Regions from separate parts of the Mus musculus genome. Here region 2 is linked to region 1. Evidence: chromatin contacts called from public HiChIP or PLAC-seq data. All regions are on one chromosome and are shown on one strand. The core of a region is the stretch at or near the end of the contact, and the rest is flanking DNA. Distances in the headings are between cores, read along the strand shown.

Region 1 (4,953 bases), core at 703-3,202:
TAGCTTGTGTGTGTGTGTGTGTGTGTGTGTGTGTGTGTGTGTGTGTGTGTTCAGAGGTCTATACCTGGAGGCCTCGGTGTAGAGCTACAAGTTGCTAGACACAAATGAACCCAGCTGTATAGATACAGAGCCAAGCTGCAGGTCCAGTGTAGACACAGTGTAGACAGACAGGTGCATCAATGGATGGAAAGATGACAATTCTAGTGAGCCAAATTATATTCCACTCTCTCTCTCTCCCTCTCTCCCTCTCCCCCCCCCTCTCTCTCTCTGTGTGTGTGTGTGTGTGTGTGTGCATATATATATGCTAAATGTATATTTTAATCCCTCTGTTGGTTGCTGGCCTGAGGTGCTGCCACCTAGTGGCTATGGTGAGTAATGCCGCAGTGCACAGGAGCACTCAATGTTCTAACTCATTTCTTTTCAGTCTCTACTTAGAGTAGGAACATTTAGCTCTTGTGCTAATTTAACTTTTTGAGCAAATGCCACTCTCTGTTCTCATCAGCAGGACACCAGGGTTCCAGTTTCACCTCCGCACCCTCAGGCCTCCAGCTGCTTTCTGTTCCCCTTTAACAGCAGCCTGCCTGCTGGGTGTGAGGAGGCAGGCATGCCTTTTAATCATAGGAAATTTAAAGTAGCTAGAAATGAAAATCACAACACTGGCTTTCACTGTTGGCCACACACTTAGCTTTCACAAATCTTCCTTTCTTCGTGCATCTTTGTAACATTTACTCATTTGTGTGTGTGTGTGTGTGTGTGTGTGTGTGTGTTCGTGTGCACCACAGCAGGTGTGCGGGAGTTGAGTCCATGGGAGTCAGTTCTTACCTTCTACTGTGTGGGTCTCAGGGATTAGATTTAGGCATTAATTGCCTTTACCCCAAGCATCTCGCCAGCCATCACACAGCTTTATGTTATTATCTAACTTCATTTTGATCTAAAGGACACCCTGGAACACTTCTTGCCAGAGTGGTCTAGTAGGGGAGGTGCTTCCATACATTTGAGAATGCCTCTCCCTATGTATCTCTCTCCCTCCCACTTGGAATTATTGACCTTGGTGGTTTTTGGAGCCTCCTACCCTGGGCCCTCGTCAGCTTCCCTCCCTGGACCTGGCTTTTGACATTTGCTTATGATGTGAGTGACTGAACTTATCTTTTACTTATCAAATTTGGGTTTTTTTCAGATGGTGCTTCTTCAAATAGTCCTTGTTCGCCCTTCTCTGTTTCCTCTGGGAGTCTTGTTATGCATGTGTTGTTCTGTGTGGACACTGCCGAATCTCCTGCATACTGTCCGCTTGCTTCCCCCCTTGTCTTTGTCAGTTGTTCAAGTCAGTCATTCAGTCTGGCTCCTTACCTGCTGACCCCACTTTGACCCCTCTCACCTGCTGACCCCCGCCCCCCTTTGACCCCTCTGGCACGCTTCCCCTTACAGTCCCTTTTCGGCTCCTGAACTCCTTCTTTTGCTGTGTGATTTCTACTATTTTTCTTAAATCCGTTTATTTTTAGGGGCCTGGAAAGTGGAAAGAGAAAGCACACCTTCTGAAGTGCAGAGTGACTGAGCCGAGTAGAGGCAGACAGCTTGCTCCTTTGCCAATATTCTAATCGTGTTCATTCGTTGCTTTCCAGTTCTGGCTGGAACCAGAAATGCCCCCCTCGAGTTGTGTCCTGGCATACAGGTTGGATGCCAGGTAATGGACTATGAGGATGTAATTGAGCCGTACTGGCTCTGGACTCACCTGGGTTAATCCATTCATTGATGGATTCGTAATTGGATACCATCACTGAGAATGGTGGAAGGGGATTAAAGGAAGGTGTAGGTCCCCAGGGCATGCCCTGAGCCTGGCTGCTGTGAAGCAGGTGGCTCAAATCGTGGGCTACTTTTGATCTGTTCTATCTTTTCTCAGGCCCAAGCAACAGAACCAAAAGTAACGGAAGCTATGAGTCAAAACGAAACCTTTCTTCCTTTAACTTGTTTCTCTCGGGGATCTTGACACAGCTAAAACATTCTGCCCACAGTTTCCTGCAGACCCCTGAGGACCTTTAAGATCTCTGGGACCACGTCCTCTCTGAGTTTGACATTTTACATTTATTTAGGGTTTGGGCTACATCTGCAAAGGGAATCAATCAGCTTAGGAAGAAGTCTCCGATCCTCTCAGGTCTACCTGAGTCTCCCCCTGGACATGGTGGCCTCTCAACTATCAGCTGCCACGGCTGTTATTTGACACCAAGCAGAGCTCTTTATTCTAGAAACTGCTTCAGCCAGCAGTAAACCATGACGTGCAGCCTCTGGGTCTGCAGCTTTCTGATGGGGCAACTGTCAGCAGTCCAATACTTAAGAGGTCAAGGTCCTTATTGGGCAGTCTGGCTCCAGCAGGTACCCAGACACAGTCCACCTGCCTGTCATGGGGCTGAGCAGACATGGCCATGAAGCATGGGTCGCACTTTCCCTGGGAAGCAACTGGAGCTCCAAAGTAGCCACTGTCCAGGCGGAGGGATGCCCAGTGGTCCCACACCACCAACTTCTCCATGTTACTCTGGGATCTGCTGTCCAATGTGCTCTGAAAGCATCCCAGGCAGCTCTGTTCATCTCATCCTGCATAGCACACACTTCCTGGGTCTTTTCTCTCTGCAGAAGCAAAGCCTGTCTCCTTTCCTTCCCCTCTTTCCCTCTGTCACTGACAGTTCTACCTTGCCTCGTCCCTGGAGAAAAGACATTGATGCTCCCGTGCTTGCCCATCTTGGCTCACAAAGTTGCAGTTGCCCCCTCTGACGGTCAGGTGAGCTCCATTTACCCAGTGAGCCCCGGACACTTCAGCTTTGTCACCGAGTCATCTTTTCAGCTGTTCTGCCAGAGCACGGCAATTCCCAGGAAGACAGCGTTTCACCAAGAGGTGTCATTAAATACAGGCAATAGATACAAATCTTGCCTCTGCGTGGAGGAACAAGTTTCTCTGGCCGTCAAGTTCCCCACAAAGGTGTTTCACTGCAGGAAATATTGCCTAACGCCATGATCCCAGAAAAGGATTTCACAAAGCTCTTGAGTGGGTGTGGAGGACGAGGGGGCTTATATGTTCTGATTACTTCAAGCACTCTGAAGACCATGGCAGTAAGGGCTCTTCCTCTGAGGTTGTAAATAACTGCTAAGGACCCAGTGCTCCCTGAGGGCTTGCTGTGGTACTAAACCGAAGGTCAGTTTCCCAGATGGGATATCCAGATGTCCACTGACACCCAGGCTTCAGTCACAAGGTGCCCTGCAGTAAACAGACAGGACAGGCTGTCCCTCTGCACCTTAGCGGCTCTTTAAGGCCTTCCAAATGGTTCTCTTGACAGCAACATCTTCCCTTTTACAGCCTGGCCTTGTGAGTCCTCAGAGGTCCAACCCAAATACTCATCTTCCTTAAATACATTCCAACCCTATTCTGTTTCCTTTTAAAACTAATATTTTATCTATTATTCACAGTCTCATGCATGCATACAACGTGTCCTGGTAATAGTCCCCTACTTCTCTTTTATTTTATTTTATTACTTTTATTTATTCACTCTGGGATGAGAGCAACATGTGCCACAACAGTGTATGTTCGGAGGTCCGAGAGCAACTCTCAGAAATTAGTTGTCTCCTGATGGGGCCTGAACTCGGTCCTTCGAGCTTGGCAGCAGTACCGCCACTTGCTGATCATCTGGGTGACCCATTTTGCTGAACACTGAGTTCTCTCGGTGATTCCTCTCAGGTGAAGCTATCAAGTGCCAACAGCACCTCAGCTAGGATGTAGTCTCATGAGCAAGCACCCTGCCACCCATGTGGACACACTGACAGCTTGATCTTACGCAAGCACCCACAACTTCTGGGAGTTCCTGGATGCAATTGCCATATCATCCAGAAGACAGAATCTCACAGCCCTCCCCACCCTCTGGCTCTCCCATTCATTCTGTTCCCCATTCTATGGATGTTCCCTGAGCCTTCGGGGAGAGGTAGATGCTGACATTTCAAGTTGAGACTCAATGCTGACTTAATCTCGGTACTTTGTTCAGTTATGAGTCAACTGTGCCTACTACAAAAAGAAACTTCTCCAACCAAGGCTGCGAGCAGCTCTGTCTATGACCAAACTTGCTCCTTTTGATCTGAGATAGGACACTGGCCAGAGCCCAGCATTCAGTTCACACTGCATCCAGTTCACACTGCTTTACTTCACACTGTTTTCAATGGAGTCTACTCGATACAGTACTTATTTAGTTTTCTTGGTCAATTGTCAATCATTCTTTGAAGAGTAATTTTTAATCCTGAATGCTGGGATTAAAAGCGTGCCCCGCCATGCTCGGCCACGAATTATTTTCTAGTTTAGTTCCTGTCCCACATGAACAGTGACCCTGTTGTTCTGTCCGTGCCTCGAGGAACAGCCCTTATCTCTGTGCCCACCGTTCTCGTCTGTAACGTATGAATGTCTGAAGCAGTAGCTGGAGATGGTGTGGGATGATGATCCTCTCCCCAGCCAATGCTCATAAAACACTTGCTCTGTGCCACGGAGTGTGCTTGAGAATTCACTCCTAAAAACCAGTGCTTCCTTTATGGGACTTAGTCTGGCCAGGTGGAGCCAAGCAAGCCTTTAATTCCAGCACCCAGGAGCCAGAGGCAGGCAGATCTCTGTGAGTTCCAGGCCAGCCAGGGCTGCATAGTGAGACTCTACCTCAAACACCCAAACCTCCCCCTGCTCGTGGGAAACTTTTCCTCCCACTGGGTCCTTGTTCAGCCTTGGAATGAGGGTATACGCCAGTCTTATGGCATCTCGCTATGCCATGCTCAGTGACTATCCCTGGGAAACCTGTTCTTTTCTAAAAGGAATCTGAGGGGCAGTGGATCAGGGAGAGGGGGTAGATGGTGGGAGGCCTGGGAGGAGTGGAGAGGGAGGTTGTGGTCAGGATGTATTGTATGAGAGAAGAATAAATAAAAAGAACAAACACACAA
Region 2 (4,953 bases), core at 1,493-3,992, 270 kb before region 1:
GAGGAGGGGCACTGAGTGACGAGCAGCCGGGTCAAAGCCCAGCCTGCATATGTTTTTAAAGCATCAACTGCTAGTCCTTGACTTGTGAATTCCCTCTATTCATTGTATCTGCATATTGGATGTAAGTAGCCACTACTGAATGCTCATCATGCATAGGACACACCTCATTGTTGTTGCAGACAAGGCTCTCAGTGTGCTGTCACCAGTTCACCATTCGGCTGCCTCAGCAGCCAAGGCCGGCTGGGGTTATAGACGGGCTCTGTTGAGACACACCCTGTGAAAAACACATTCTTAAACTTTTAATTGCTAAGATTGGGGATCCTTTAAAACAGAATAAGCTATGCTGTTTTTCCTACTGACTTACATTGCCTGGGGGTCTCAGAGATATGACATGTGCTACCATAGACAAGGGATTGTAACAAATGAAGTGGTTGCAAGACTAGGGAACATGGGGTTCTAGAGAAATCTCTAGGAACTGCACGTTTGCTCATCTCTTTCTCTCAAGATTAGAAAGCAGAACACAGGGAATGTTTGAATTCAACAATTATTTTAAATACCACCTAATTAATAGGAAATAATAATACTAATAATGGTTCTGAAACATAAATAGCAATATTGTAATGCAAAATGAAAACGCAGGTAGTTAAAACTTCTCCCCAAAGATATTCAGTTAGGCCCCTGTGTCCATGGGTTGACTCTGCCCCCGGGCATTGCTCCCTAAGCTGTACTGTTCACACAGCAGTAGGTACTGGCAGTTGACTAAGGGAGGGTGTGTGGGTCAGATGCTGGGTTATTTGTGCAAGGACTCTGGGTCCCTGGAGCCAATCCTTCACTGACCCTGAGTTGCTTGGACCATATATGATGGTTGAAGTTTAAGCATGAAGTAGGTCAAACATTATCTACATTGCAGGAGTGGCAAGTGTTAAGAGCAGAATAGCCCTGCTGCATGATCCTGCTCAGCCCCTGCGTTTACTGTGTAAGAACACGTGTGCCTGTGCTTGTCAGTTGCAAGAGGGACTCCAGTGGTCTGTGCCTGCCAGCATTTATACCTTTGTAGAATCTCTGTGTCCCTGTGGTTCTGTGTACCCAGAACAATACTGCAGCCATGATGGCATGTCTCTTCTAGGCTAGGTTATAAAGACAAAGCCTCTGGCTTCCTGGCTCCTGAATCACTGGCTCTTGGGAAGAGATAGCTGCCAGGTCATAAGGACACTCAGGTAGCAGCAGAGAGCCCCACATGACAAGGAACATGGCCTGCTGCCAACACCACTGAGCGGCTCAGATTCTCTGCACCAGGACTTGGCAACTTTTTCTCTGTAAAGAACAGATAGTAAACAGTCCCAATTGTGTACTCTGCCACAGGTACTGTGTACAAGTACGGCCGTGTACTCCCTGTCACAAGTACTGAGTTCTGTAGACAGTTTGTCAACAGAAAAGAACGGCTCTGTTCCAAAAAACTTCACTTAGAAAGCAGATTGCAAGAGGGTGTATTGAGCTGCAGTTCCCCCCTCAGCCTCAGGCCAGCTTGGAGGCTGCAGTCTGACTCCACTCTGAGGCTTCTCAGAAGCTCTGCTCCAACCAAAGCTGCCCAGCCACTTCCAAATTCCTGACCCACCTTAAGTGTGAGATAGTGATTTGGTAAGCCACTGAATTTTGAAGTGACGTGTTATGCACCAGCAATCCAGAAAAAGAGGCTAGTTGGGTGATCCAAGGCCCAAGTTTTGCCCAAGTTAGCTGTTGACGAAGCTGGACAGTAGGTAGACTGAGGTTCTTTCTCTTTGTAATTAACACAGAAAGGTTTGTCTAAAATCAAACACCCACCCCAGGCCTCTGGCTCTGAGGGCCTCTGTTCTCTTAGCTCCCTTCATAATTTTCATAAAGATTACATAAAGACATGCCATCATTGCTGCATTATCTGAATACACAGAACCAGAGACTCACAGTGGGCAGGGACGCCACAGAAGCATAAATAAAGAGTCACTGATCACAGGGCCAGCGGACATCCTACCAGAGGCTGGGCCTCCTCCCTGGAGTCAAGAGGCGACGGGATCCCTGATGTTTTCTCCACCACTCTGGGCCACCTGAGTCCCTGGCCTCCATCCAGTACAGTTCTTGGGACTTAGACGACACTGTCACTGTTGACCCACCCCTGGAGCCCGCCTCTACCTCTTTGTGCTATACACTAGTCAGAACCAAGAATTGTTCGCTGCTGAAATATGATAACACCTGGGATTTACAGTCCAGTCAGTGTCTCTATAGGTTATGCTCCAGCAGTTCATCTCAGGCAGTCCTCACAGGGCCTGCACATACAGACCTGCCAAGTCTCATTCCAACCTTTATTTCATTCTACGATATTTTATTTGTTTAAAGACAGGGTCTTAATTCTGTAGCCCAGGCTGGCCTTGTCTTTACATCTCCTGTTTCAGCCCCTGAGCACTGGGATTACAGGAGCAATAACTAGCTTTATAGGCAAATAAAGTTCTGCCTATAAAGTATACGAAGTGGATGTTTGAAGTAACCTGTCTGTTGTATGAATCCACATATTCCCCTCCCTAGACTGGGTTGCGAGTGGCTGATGAGTTGTTCTGGTGAGGCTAGGGTCCTGGAGCTGGGTGATTCTGATCCTGTGGTTTCTGGAATGATCATGAGGTAAGATTCAGGCTGTTTCACTGTGACAAGGTTCCTGGACAGGTGACCAGGTGCTCTGGGAAATAACACTGACAGAGAACAGGAAGTGAGTGAGACCATGGGAGAGCAAACATCAGAAACCCGGACCATTTCCTGTGTGTAGGCTGCAGCAGCCCATCCTCCTCCCCCCCCGCACCCCAAAAATCCTCCTCAATGTTGTTCCCGGTTTCAAAGGCGATGGAGAGAAAGCCATTGCCTCCTGGTCACCTGGGAGGTGGTTTGGTCCTACTTTCTTGCTGGCTCTCCACTTAGAGCCCTCAGGGAAGTTCTGCCAGGAAACAGTCACTCTCTAAGGTAGATCTTGACCCCAGGCCTGTGTTGGGGAAAGGCATGGCCTCCTGTGTGTGTTTTGAAAAGTGGGTGGCTGTCTAGAGGCTGTCCACCCCCACTCAGGTGCCTGAGCCTCCCTCCTGCAGGAACATTCACTTGTCTGTCTTTGTTGTCTTGGCAAAAACTGATAGGCATATTGCTAATTTGCAAGTCTGGGTTTCCTGACAACGACAGAAAGCAAACTGGCACATGCCTGAGAGGCAGCTCCCGCCCTGTCTGCTCTCACACGGGGTAGAGATTGTTTTGATTCGAGACAGAGTAAAACTAGATTACTTTTGGAAGGGATGGGGGTACGGAACTAATGTGTTGACTTTTTTCAAGTGTGAACTGTACAAAACTTTTTTTGCACTTATTTACTTATGTGTCTGTTAATGTATGTATGTAGGCCTTTTTCCTGGTAACAGCAGGCAAAGTGAAGACAGAGCCAACCAGCCCTGCTCTTCCTCATGGTTCAGCCCACTCTGGATCTTAATGACTGTTCTCAAGAGAAAGCACTCTTCTTCATATGTGTGTGCATGTGTGTGCGTGTACATGTATATACATGTATGTGCATGGTCCTGTGGTGCCAGGGATGGAACTGCTACCACAGAGATTCACAGAGCCTTATCACTTCATCTTGAGATAGGATCTTGCTAAATTGCCTATGCTGGCTTCTGACTTGAGATCTTTGAGCTGCAGCCCATAAGTAGCTGAAAAGTAGCTGGGTCTGTGTGTGCACAGCCTCTCCTGGCCTAATTCACTTCTAAGTGTTGCTGTGCTATAGGATCCCAAATGTAAATGGACCCTAGGAAGTTAAGAGACGCAGCAGGAAGTAGAAAGAGGAGCAGTGGCTTCTTCCTTCAAAGAATCCTCCAGTTATGAATGAAAAGTGAGGCACAAGGGCATATCTGGGATGACCTCCTTCCCCTTGACCTGGTGAGGTGAGCCTCCCCCAAAATGATGAGATAACCCCGTCCTGTTCTCCAGGGAGATTCCAGGTCTGTGCTAAGAGTCAGCATCTGGGCAGCTGGCGAAGAACACCTGCATTTAATTTGGCAGCATCCCTAGGTCAAGGGGTTCTGGGAGCATTTCTAAGCTTGTGACTCTGAGGACTGGGTCAGCTCTGCACTATGGTGTGTGTGTAAGAGACATAAAAACTTAACAAGTCATATTACCTTGGAATTGGCCAGATGATCTCTGAAGAACCCTCATGGCTATATGAATTGTGGGTTGGGATGACCCAGAGGTGGTCACAGGAGTGGCATCCAGCACCATTCTGTAGGCACCCTGTTTCCAAAGCAGGGGATGGGATTTGGAATGTTGTGGAATTAGCATCTTGACTTTGCAGTAAGGAAGGATAAAGAAAAGGTTTCCAGACTGTGTAAGCCCATCAGTGCCGTGCATCGCTCATCCTCGCCCGCCACAGGCTGTGCGCAGGACACAGTTCTCCTGTGCTGTTGACTCCGTGTAGCAGCATGACATTGTTTCAAACTCATATCCGTGGATTGGGGTCCCCAGCATTTTAAACACTGCCTCCAAAAACATGGCCACAGTTAGTTCTGGCTCAAGTGTTTTGCAAATAAATGTGTTGGGTATGGGAAGTGAAGGCACCTGCATGCTCTGGCTCTCAGAATGCAGTAGCTGTGTCTGTGCACTGAGTCAGCAAGAACCACAACACTTTTGAAGACTCAGCCTGGGAACAAAGCCCCATGCCACCCAGGGCCACCCAGGGCCGTTGGAAGGAAGCTGGAGCAGCTTCCGTGAAAATAGGATTCTTCCTGGGGCTCAAGAGCCACTGTCTGTAATTCCGTGTTCGTGTTCTTCAGAGAAGCATGAACTGCTTAGGGGCCTTTTTAAATGGCAGAGCTCAAAGACAGGTACTCCAGAGGCAGAGGCAGGAGGATGGCTACAAGTTCCAGGCTAGCTTGAATTACATAGTGAGTTCCATGCCAATCT

The links. HiChIP or PLAC-seq counts read pairs in DNA pulled down with a chosen protein or histone mark.
Region 2: a contact with region 1 is called in a BATF HiChIP or PLAC-seq map of CD8 T cells, with 5 read pairs. The contact joins two enhancer-like sites. A contact is called at or near these places in 9 of 39 promoter capture datasets (the 3T3-L1 cell line, cranial neural crest, embryonic stem cells and 5 more), 1 of 484 Hi-C or Micro-C datasets (CD4 T cells) and 2 of 115 datasets of contacts at active chromatin or transcription factors (CD8 T cells and memory CD8 T cells).

Annotation. Positions count from the first base shown.
Region 1 is chr9:121,924,205-121,929,157 of GRCm38.p6, reverse strand. No RefSeq gene overlaps it. Among named protein-coding and RNA genes, the nearest start is that of Cyp8b1, 10 kb to the right of the region's middle. Within about 2 kb of position 1,952, at least 81 of the 459 cell types and tissues checked have an H3K27ac peak or open chromatin away from gene starts, as enhancers often do. A contact at or near this core is called in CD8 T cells and memory CD8 T cells, where this site is marked.
Region 2 is chr9:122,191,815-122,196,767 of GRCm38.p6, reverse strand. All of the region lies in intron 12 of Ano10 (anoctamin 10), which reads left to right. Among named protein-coding and RNA genes, the nearest start is that of Snrk, 77 kb to the right of the region's middle. Within about 2 kb of position 2,742, at least 39 of the 459 cell types and tissues checked have an H3K27ac peak or open chromatin away from gene starts, as enhancers often do. A contact at or near this core is called in CD8 T cells and memory CD8 T cells, where this site is marked.